2 separate regions of the Mus musculus genome follow, and region 2 is linked to region 1. A link is a contact called in public promoter capture Hi-C data. All regions are on one chromosome and are shown on one strand. The core of a region is the stretch at or near the end of the contact, and the rest is flanking DNA. Distances in the headings are between cores, read along the strand shown. Region 1 has its middle 19 kb from the start of Prex1. Region 2 holds the start of Trp53rkb (transformation related protein 53 regulating kinase B).

Evidence for each region. Promoter capture Hi-C pulls out the DNA fragments that hold promoters and counts their contacts.
Region 2: a promoter capture Hi-C map of macrophages shows a contact between it and region 1, with 6 read pairs. The contact joins the promoter of Trp53rkb here to the enhancer-like site in region 1. A contact is called at or near these places in 2 of 39 promoter capture datasets (embryonic stem cells and macrophages), 1 of 15 datasets of contacts at CTCF or cohesin (large pre-B cells), 10 of 484 Hi-C or Micro-C datasets (the N1E-115 cell line, bone marrow-derived macrophages, brain and 6 more), 8 of 115 datasets of contacts at active chromatin or transcription factors (bone marrow-derived macrophages, craniofacial prominence, embryonic stem cells and 1 more) and 2 of 9 other capture datasets (adipose tissue and bone marrow-derived macrophages).

Annotation. Positions count from the first base shown.
Region 1 is chr2:166,730,081-166,735,380 of GRCm38.p6, forward strand. No RefSeq gene overlaps it. Among named protein-coding and RNA genes, the nearest start is that of Prex1, 19 kb to the left of the region's middle. Within about 2 kb of position 3,076, at least 25 of the 459 cell types and tissues checked have an H3K27ac peak or open chromatin away from gene starts, as enhancers often do. A contact at or near this core is called in the N1E-115 cell line, bone marrow-derived macrophages and macrophages, where this site is marked.
Region 2 is chr2:166,791,598-166,796,897 of GRCm38.p6, forward strand. It overlaps Trp53rkb (transformation related protein 53 regulating kinase B), which reads left to right and starts at 2,170. Exons shown (of 2, transcript NM_023815.4): 1 at 2,170-2,471; 2 at 3,785-5,300. The coding sequence starts at 2,216. The coding sequence ends at 4,263.

The DNA.
Region 1 (5,300 bases), core at 1,826-4,325:
TCCTTCCCTCCAACGCCTGCCACTGGTCCCCTCCCTCCAGAAAGTCCTTCATTAATCTGATCCTGAAGCCCAGCTCAGAAACTGCTACGACCTGTGAGTCAGCTCTCCCCTCTGTGGACCACACAGTGCCCTGGTGTGTGCTGCTGGAGTTCTCTGCAGACACAATCCAAGCTGACTCCTTTCCGTCAACTCCTCGCTCGCTTCTCTTTGAGGAGCAGCAGGAGAAACGTGAGGTCATTTCCACGTGGCCGTGTTTTCGCTCTCCAGCCTGATGTGGCAGACACAGCTGACTTGGAAATTGTGAAATCAGAAGTCAGATCAGCACTTGGCCTCTGGCTGGCTGTGTGACTTCATGTCTGGGGCCTGTGTTCCTGCGTGTGTAAATGGGGATGGTGATTGTCATGGTAATGGAGCAGATGTCTCCTGGGCATTTACTCCGCTGAGTAAATGCGGCAGGGGTTTCTGTCTACTGCTACATTTGAGCCCCAGCACAGAACCTGGCCTGTTCTGTGCTGAAGGGACCTGCTGACTTTGTGTGTGTCCCCCAAACGCCTTGTGCTGGAATCTTTATCCCTAGGGCCTTGACAACGTCTGTAAGAGGAGGTCGGTTCCAGAAGATCCTGTGCTCATGCAGGCACTGATGATGTTCTTGTGGGAGGGACTTAGACCACAGGCTGGATTTGTCATAAAAGTTCAATGGCCTGTGGTAGCACAGGCCTGTAATCCCAGCACACCCAGGAAGTGAAGGCAGGCGACTCTGGCGTCCAAGGTCATCCTTAGCTGCGTAAGGAGTTCAAAGCTACTTTGTCTCCAAAATACAAATAAACCAACAAATAAAAAAATAAGAGGGATGGAGAGATGGCTCAGGGATGCTGTCTGAGGTCCTGACCCAGGATCCCTGACACCGATGTGAAAAGCCAGGCGTGGCCGTGTACATTTATAACCCTAGAGTTTTGTGAGTGGAGACATGGGGGGGGGGGCCCTAGAGTTTTCTGACCAGCTCACCTGGCTGGACCAGTGAATCCCAAGTTCAAGGAGAGATGCTGTCTCAAAACATAAGGTGGTAGAGCCTGGAGGGATGGCTGTGAGGTTCAGAGCACTTGCTGATCTTGCAGAAGACCTGAGCTTAGTTCCCAGCATCCAAGTCAGGCAGGCCACACCCACCTGCAATGCCACACCCACCTGCAATGCCACACCCACCTGCAATGCCACACCCACCTGCAATGCCACACCCACCTGCAATGCCACACCCACCTGCAATGCCAGCTCCAGGGGATCCATTGCCTTCTTCTGACCTCTCTGGTTTCTACTCACATGTGACAGAAACACACACACAGTGTCTTAGTTAGGGTGTTACTGCTGTGAACAGACACCATGACCAAGGCAACTCTTATAAAGACAACATTTAATTGGGATTGGCTTACAGGTTCAGAGGTTCACTCCATTATTATCAAGATGGAAACATAGCAGCATCCAGGCAGGCATGGTGTAGGAGGAACTGAAAGGTCTACATCTTCATCTGAAAGCTGCTAGCAGAATACTCACTTCCAGGCAGCTAGCAGTAGGGTCCCACACGCACCTACTCCAAAAAGGCCACACCTACTCCAGCAAGGCCACACCTCCTAATAGTGCCACTCCCTGGGCCAGGCATATACAAACCATCACACACAGATAGACAAGGAAATAAGATGGAAGACAATGTTAACCTTAAGCCTCCACATAAACCCACACACAAACACTGACATAAGGCACATACAGCCCTCTCTTGCTCTCCTGCCCTGGGATGGCACAGCAAGGAGGTCCTCTCTAGACACCAGCACCGTCTGTTGCTTATAAATCACTCTGTCTCTATTACTCCATTACAGGAATGGAATACTAACCAGCAGAGTGCTTAACAAGTGTGTGTTGGATAAATGAGTGGACGGTTGCCTCCCACGCCTGCCTGATCTTAAGAAGGCCCATCATCCTCTGGGAAGATACAGTCAAGGTCAACCTTGACTCCTTGGTAGTCCATATGCAGGCGTCTTTCTGCTGAGCGCCTGTAATAGTCTAACATCCTAACGATGAGATGCCAAAAACGCAACTCAAGCCAGGACCAGCAGAGAGAGGCATAGATTGGCCCATCTCAGTGAGCGTCTGGCTTCAGGACCAGGTAGATGTAGGAGTCGAAGTCTGGCTAGGGTTGTTTCATGTGCACGTTACTTAACTCCCCTCCTATTCCATCCCTCCTTTCCCTGGAGGAGAGGGATGACCTCACAGGGGCTGTGAGGTCACTTCTCAGTTCCTCATCAGCCCAAGGGGCCTAGCAGTAGTATGACAGTAAAGGACTCCAAGGGTCCATGACAAGGCAAAACCAAGGCACACATGAATGCTCCTCCAGCCACCCTCCAATCTCATGCCCTGCCAGGAGCACACTACAAAGGGCACCTGGAGCCCCATTGAGCCCTTGTTGTATTCATGCTGTGGACAGCTGGGCTTTTCGGTGAGACCTCTCCAACCTAGAGGCAAGCTGTAAAGAGGAAAGGCTGGACCTGATGGCATGTGCCTGCCATCCCAGAAAGCTGGGCGTAGTGGCACATGCCCTTAATCCAAGCTCTGGGAAGGCAGAGGGAGGCATAGGGGCAGGTGTATCGGGCTGCATAGTGAGACTGCCTCAAAAATAAACACACAAATAAATAAATGGAAAATTACAGTGGTTGGTAGGTGGGGCGGGGGACGGCATTTTGTCCCTTCTGATTCCTTCTTCTGGGGGTAAGGGTCCCAAAGTGGCTTCTGTCTTCATGTGCCCACAGTTTGGGACCTGGGTCCAGCCCTGCCCTTCTCCCTGCCCTGGGCCATTCTGCAGTCCACACTGATAAACTCCAGGCTCCTGCAAAACTTCTGTGCTTTGAGCCAAAGGTTGCCTCACTGTGTCCGATAACTGCTGGTGGGGCCCCATGGTCCTGTGCGAAAAACAAAATGCCTGACCTTTTTCAGGGGGGCAGGGTTTTCTGAAAATCCCTGTGGGTACCTTCCTGCCCCACAGGGGCTGTGAGGTCACTTCTCAGTTCCTCATCAGCCCAAGGGACCTAGCAGTGGTATGACAGTAAAGGACCCAAGAAAAGTGTCTTGTCTTCTAGGACTGGGGATGAGCCTGGCAGAGGTCTCAGAGAGAAATCTGGGAGGACTTCATGAAGGAGTCGGCTTTGTCCAGTGGTGGAAAGGGCTGGGCTGTAGCTTAGGTGTGGAGCACTGGCTTGACTAGCACACTCTGGATTGATCCCCAGAGCTGCAGAAAACTAGCAAGCAAAAGGGAAGAGAGGGCCCTCTCTCTCCCTTACTCTGTGTGTGTGTGTGTGTGTGTGTGTGTGTGTATCTATATGTGTGAATGTGTGTATGTATGTATGTATGCATGTATGTGTGGTGTGTGTATCTATATGTATGTATGTGTGTATGTGTGTGTATGTATGTGTGTATATGTATGAGTGTCTATATGTGTGTATGTGTATATATGTATGTGTGTATATGTGTGTATGTGTGTGTATGCATGTATGTATGTGTATATGTGTATGCATGTGTGTATATGTATGAGTGTTTATATGTGTGTATATGCATGTATGTATGTGTGTATGCATGTATGTATGTGTGTGTATGTGTATGAGTGTGTATATGTGTGTATGCAAGTATGTGTGTATGTGTATGTATGTGTGTGTATATGTATGTGTGTGTATATGTGTGTATGTGTATGAGTGTGTATATGTGTGTATGCAAGTATGTGTGTATGTGTATGTATGTGTGTGTGTATATGTGTATATGTGTGTGTTTATGTGTATATGTGTGTATGTGTGTGTATATATGTATATGAGTGTGTATATATGTGTATATGTATGAGTGTATATATGTATGTATGTGTGTATGTATATGTGTGTATATGTGTATATATATGTGGGCATGAATATATGACTATATGTATGTGTGTATATATGAATATGTGTTTGTATGTGTGTATGTGTTTATATGTGTGTATATGTACATGTAAGGGTGTATGTATGAGTATATGAGTGTATATATGTGTTTATGTGCATATATGTTTATATATATGTATATTGTGCATGTGTGTATGTGTGTATATGTACATGTGTGTATATGTATGTATCTATATGTATGTATGTGTATATGAGTGTATGTGTATATGTGTGTATGTGTATATATGTGGATGTGTTTATGTGTGAGATGAAAATTGTGACCATTATTATTCTAACACCAAGCACTCCTCCTCCTCCTGTTTTTTGGTTTTGTTTTTACTTTATTTGTGTGTGCATGCGTGTGCAATGTGTTCAGTGCCTGTAGAGTCCAGAAGAGAATGTCTGATCTCCTAGAACTGAAGTTACAGGCAGCAGTGAGCTGCTGTTTGGTGCTGGGAACTGAACTTGAATCCTGTAGAGCAGCGGCTCTCAGCCTTCCTAGTGCTGTGACCCTTTAACACAGTTCCTCACGCTGTGCCGACCTCTAACCATAGAATTATGTTTGTTGCTACTTCATGACTGCAATTTTGCTACTGTTACGAATTGTAATGTAAACACTTTTGGAGATAGAGGTCTGGTAAAGGGGTCGAGACCCACAGGTTGAGAACCGCTGCTCTGGAAGGCACAGTGCTCTTAGCCACTTGGTTTTATTTTCCTTTCTTCCTTTTTAAAATTTAAAGACAGTCTCCCTCTGTATCTCAAGACATTCAAGGGCACTCTGTTTGGCTTGAACTCATGGCAGTCCTGCTTCAGCCTCTCAAGGGTTGTGGCCTCAGACACGAACCACCATGCCTTGCTTGTTTGCCTTCAATAAAGGCTTATTTTATTTTGTCTTGTGTGTGTCCGTGTGTGTGTGTGTGTCCATCCATCTGTGTATTTGCCATTTGCCACATGTGTGCAGTGCCCTATGAGGCCAGAGGAGGGTATGGAATTCCCCAGCAACTGGAGTAATGAGAGGAGCTTCATGCTTCCTAACACGGGTGCTGGAGCCAAACTCAGGTCCTCTGGAAGAGCAGACAGTGATCCTAACCACTCATGAGTTCCTTCCTTCCTTCCTTCCTTCCTTCCTTCCTTCCTTTCAAAGAAAGAAAACCTGGGTAGTGGTGGTGTACTACTTTAACCCCAGCACTCAGGAGGCAGAGGCAAGCAGATCTCTGAGTTTGAAGCCACCCTGGTTTACATAGTGCGTTCCAGGACAACCCAGGGCTACATGGAAAAACTCTTGTCTCAAAAAACAGAAGAAAGAAAGAAAGAAAGGAAGAAAGAGAGAAAGAAAGAAAGGGAGAGAGAAAGAAA
Region 2 (5,300 bases), core at 920-3,419, 61 kb after region 1:
TTTGGGGGGGTTTGAGACAAGTTTTTTTTTCTGTGTAACCGTGACTGTCACGTGTATATATATATGACTGTTTTATGTGCTATTTGCATTTACTTATGTGTTTGTGTATTTATTTGTGCTTGTGTATTTGCATTTGTTTGTGTGTTTGTGTATATATTTCTGTTTGTATGTGTACAAATATTTAGGTACATGTCTTTCTCTGTACTTGTTTGTAATAGTCAGCTTCTGTCACAAAGTTGCTGCATAACAAATAGGCACCACAAAAAGAGGGCCACAAAATCTACCAATGGCCAGCACAGCACCTAATGATGCAGGAGAGTCGCCCCCTGCTGGGCAGCAGACAGCAAGTGCCAGCTCCTGAGAAGGTAAAGCCTGTTGGGGTGAGAGCTGGCAAAGAGGAAGAACTTGAGAAGCATTGGGTTATAAATTAAGATGGCGTTCCATGGGCTTCCATGGAGCTGTGTCTCACATAATTCTCCTGGTTTTAGTATGCCATATGCTGCCGCCGCCGCAGTTGTGAATAGTACAAAATGCCCACCCTGTTCATCACTGTACTAGGACCTTGGCCCAGCTCTCTCATTATACTGAATCCAATACTCAAACATTCTGTCCCAGCTCTGCAGAGAATAGGAGATAGTTTGGTGAGAGAAGGATCTATAAGAGTTGCAGGAGGTCCCTGCAGGGCCATATGGGCTGATGAAGTTTTAGGTCTGAATTCTTAGCACAGTACAGAGTCACTGAAAGGTTTGAACCAGGTTTACAGAGCTAAACTCAGCCTGACTTAGCAAGCCTGGCTCTGGTCAGCACCTTTGCACAGTAGATTTCTAAGGCAAGGGTTCAGATGGGTTTGGTTACCATAGAGACGGCTGTGTGGACACAAACAATTATGATAATGAAGCTACAGACTTGAGCACTGGGGGATGTAAACGGAACGGGTTCTGGGTGTGTTTTGCTGGAGAACACATCCTGCCACACAAAGGGTCTGATGATGAAAAGGAACCTGTCATGAATATGAACGAAACCCAGGGACCACAGAGCCAAGATGCTGGTGCCATAGCAACCCGGGATCCAAGGGCTTCTCTTCTGTTCCAGGAATAAGAAGGGCAGAGTGTGAGTGTTGCAGCTCTAAAGGGAAAGGCTTCCCCTATAGAAGTGTTACAGCTCTGCTGTGGCGGCTGCTGTCTGGGAAGTTTTCCCCAGTCCAAGTTACAGCTGTTCCTCAGCAAAGCTACTCTGAGAGGTATCCTGGCTATCGGGAGTCAAGGAATACCACAAAGTTACACTGCACAACAAACCTCACACAAGAGATTTATTGGGAGGGTGGCTGCCTCTGCTCAAGCCGGAAGCAGCAGCGAACTGAGCAGCAGACAGGGTTTATATGGAGTTTCTTGGGAATGGCGGGAGCTTTCCCGGTAAAGATTTCCAGGGTGAGGATTGCTGGGATTTCAACTCCTGAGCTTGGAACAGCTCAGGAATTGGTGGGTTTCTGGGGCCAATTCAGTGATTGATGCATTTCTGTTCTTGGCCCTGGTTTTAGGCTTGAGGTCTAGTTAAGGTCAAGGTGTTTTTTCTTTGGCCCTTTATCCTACACAGAAGTCATGCGAAGAGGGCCTCTGTCCACCGGCATCTTGTAATCAGGCTCTTGTTAAATTCTGATAAGCCCCAACCCCAGAAGAACCAGGCAGCCTCATTCTGAAGAATAGGAAACCGGAACTCAAAGGGATGGTGTGGGCTGCTGACATCGGTTGGCATCACCAGGTAGAAAGCTTTGCCTAGTCTGTCTGTCCTTCCCTCTTGGATTACATAGTACGTTTCCATCGGTTAATGTGTGAGGATCACAAGTTCAAAGCTAACCTGAGATACACAGTGAGATCCGGTCTTTAAAAAGTAAAGGATTTTTCTATGCTAGTAGAAAGGAGCAGAGTATCCCCAACAGCATCGCCAACGAGTTTCCTGAGAGAGCTAGAGAGAGAGAGAGAGAGAAGCTGTTGACTAAAAGTTGCCGAGCGCACACGGATACAGACAGGAACCAAGTCTACAGGGAAGGGCCAAGTCTACAGGTCCGAGAGGCTCCGCTGAGCGCGGAAAGGTCGCGAGGCGGAACCACACTAGCAGGGTGAAGTGTGTTGTGGGAGCGGTGTTCATGGCGGAAGAGGCCGGAGGATTTCCGAAGCGAGCGGAAGCGGCGCGGTCAGGGTCGGAAGGAGTCGGAGGCATGGCTGGTGTGTCCTCGGAGGCGGAGGCCGAGGCGCTGGCCGCGGCGCGCGAGCGGAGCCGCCTCTTCCTGAGCGGCCTAGAGCTGGTGCAGCAGGGCGCCGAGGCGCGCGTTTTCCGTGGCCGCTTCCAGGGCCGCGCGGCCGTGGTGAAGCACCGCTTCCCGAAGAGTTACCGGCACCCGGAGCTGGAGGCGCGGCTCGGCCGTCGGCGGACGGTGCAGGAGGCGCGCGCGCTGCTCCGCTGCCGCCGTGCGGGTGAGGGGGGCCGGACGGGGCTCCGGGAGACGGGACAGACAGGGCTGCGGGAGACCGGTGGGACGGGAGAGACCGGGCTCCGAGTTCCGGGGGTCCGGACCAAATAACAACGCCCTGGGTAGTTTTAAGCATCTGTCCTGCCAGGCGCGCGTCTGGAGCTAGCTTTCTGAATTCAGATTATACCCTTCTGTGAGTTGCCTTGCCTAAATTTCCCGAGTTCTAATCGGAAGTCATAGTCGAGTTCGCATCTCGGGGATGTTGTGAGTGGCCTATACAAACGTGTATGTTGGCATGACATCCAATAAATGTCAGACTTCATGAAATCGTGTTTTGTTTGTTTGGTTTTGTTTTTTTCCAGACGGGGGTCTCATTGTAGCTGTGGCTTTCGTGAATCTCACTATGTAGACCAGGCAGATCTATAACTCAGAGATCTGATTAGCACAACTCCCATCTATTTTTAACACCCATTTGCTAGCCCCACGGAAAAGTTTTGTCCTCTTGAGAAACTGAGACACAAACGGGGAAAGGGCCAGAAGTTTCACAGCCACCAGGCCGCCTGACTTGGTGGCCCAGAACTGTGGCCTCTGCTTTTACACCTCTGTTCTTTTCTCCTTAGTGGTTGATAGGTGCCAGGAGACTGGGAAACGCAGCAGTGAACAGGCCTGTGCTTTTCTGCCCTAGAGGGGCAATGGAATTATAAAGAAGTGTTCATATATTCTCCTTTACCTTTTGTAAGTTTTACCAGACAGGGGTGGGGGCTACCTTGGTACCCCAGTTTCTAGGAAACTGTTCTGAACCTGGTTGACATTCAGGAGAGACTCCTGGCGTTAACTGGAGGTTTTGTTACCACTTTACAGTTGTGGAGACCGAGGCATAGAGTAGCTAAGGGAACCTTGAGGTTTCACGCCTAATAAGGGATTTGAACCTGCCTGTTCCAGAACACAGATGAGCCTGTAAGGTGACACCCTGCTTAGCCACTTGCCTGGTGACTGTCAGGTAGAAACTGCTCAGACTGCAGGATGCTTTCCTTCTGGCTTCTTGTTTTGTTTGTTTTTAGGGAGCAGCAATGAATTCCAGTCCTCAGGTGGCTTGAGAAAGGAGGAGCAAGCCTTGATACTTCCAGACTTACCCTGGCCTGGTCTCAGGCCGTAGTCCTGCAGGGCTTTAACAGGGCAAGCTCTGGATAAATTGTATCATTTTCCACAGTAGTCTAAACCCTGTTCCAAAGCAGGTTTAGGCTGAGAAACTGTCTGCCTGTGCATGAAGCCGGCCTTCATGAAGATGCGCTCCCTAACCACGTGTGTCCATTGCAGGGATAGCTGCCCCAGTCGTCTTCTTTGTGGACTATGCGTCTAACTGCTTATATATGGAAGAAATCGAAGACTCGGTGACTGTTCGGGATTATATCCAATCCACTATGGAGACTGAAAAGGACCCCCAGTGCCTCTTGGACCTGGCCAGGAGGATGGGGCAGGTTCTGGCCGGAATGCACGACCAAGACCTCATTCACGGGGACCTCACCACCTCCAACATGCTCCTGAGGCGGCCCCTGGCGCAGCTGCACATCGTGCTCATCGACTTTGGGCTGAGCTTTGTCTCAGGACTGCCGGAAGATAAAGGCGTCGACCTCTATGTCCTGGAGAAGGCCTTCCTCAGCACGCACCCCCACACCGAGACCGCGTTTGAAGCCTTTCTGAAGAGTTACGGGGCCTCGTCCAAGAAGTCCAGTCCAGTGCTGAAGAAGTTAGATGAGGTGCGCCTGAGAGGGCGAAAGCGGTCCATGGTCGGGTAGTGGAGCTGTGGTGAACTGGCTCACGGTGAAGGATGATGTAGACGAGGCTGGACCCCTCAGCAAAGCATGGGTTGTTAAGTGGTCTGTGATCGTGCTGGGCCACCACCATCCATGGCTCACTGTTCTCAGGGGCTTCATGTACATGAGGTTTATTCTGGGCAGAACTGGGTAGGTAGCCCAGGCTAGCCTTGAATTTATGGCAACATCCTACCTCAGCTTGCTTGGAAGAGGTTATAAGCCACCATACCTGACTTTGCACTGATTCTGTCAGAAACAAAACAACTATGACTCTATTTGTTTTTATATCTTCTTATATTTATTTTGTGTGTGTGCAAATGTGTCCATGGAGGTCAGAGAAGAACTTTTGAGAGTTAGCTCTCTGGATCTGTGTTGTAGAATCTGCCATATGGATTTCAGGGATTGAGTTCAGGTGATTAGGCTTGGCCATAAAATCCTGTATCCGGCGAGCCATCTCACTGGCTCACAAAACTATTTTTATGTTAATGGGCGGAATGGAGCTAGGACGTGGGGTGGTAGCTGGCGGGGGTTGGGCTAAGTCTGATTGAAGCAGGGTTACAGAGGCTACATTAGTGCCTGGTGTACATGTCCTGCCATTTGCCAGAGCAGCATGCATTGTTAACTGCTGAGCCATCTCTTCAGCTTCCTAAATTTTTGTTTTGTTTTGTTTTTCAAGACAGGGTTTCTCTGTGTAGCTCTGGCTGTCCCAGAAACTCACTCTGTAAGCTCAGGCTGGCCTTAAACTCAGAGCCACCTCCTCTGCCTCCTGAGTGCTGGGATTAAAGGTGTATGTCACTACTGCTTAGCTAAGACATCTTTTAATATTTATTTTTACATGTGTATATGCAGGTGTCTTAAGAGGGCACCAGAACCCCTGTAGCCTACGTTACAATCAGATGTGAGCTGTCCCGTGTAGGTGCTGAGAAACACTCTGGTCCTGTGGAAAGGCAGCACATATGCTTTTTCTGTTTTTTTTTTTTCCCGATTTATTTATTTTATGTATGTGAGTACTATTTCTG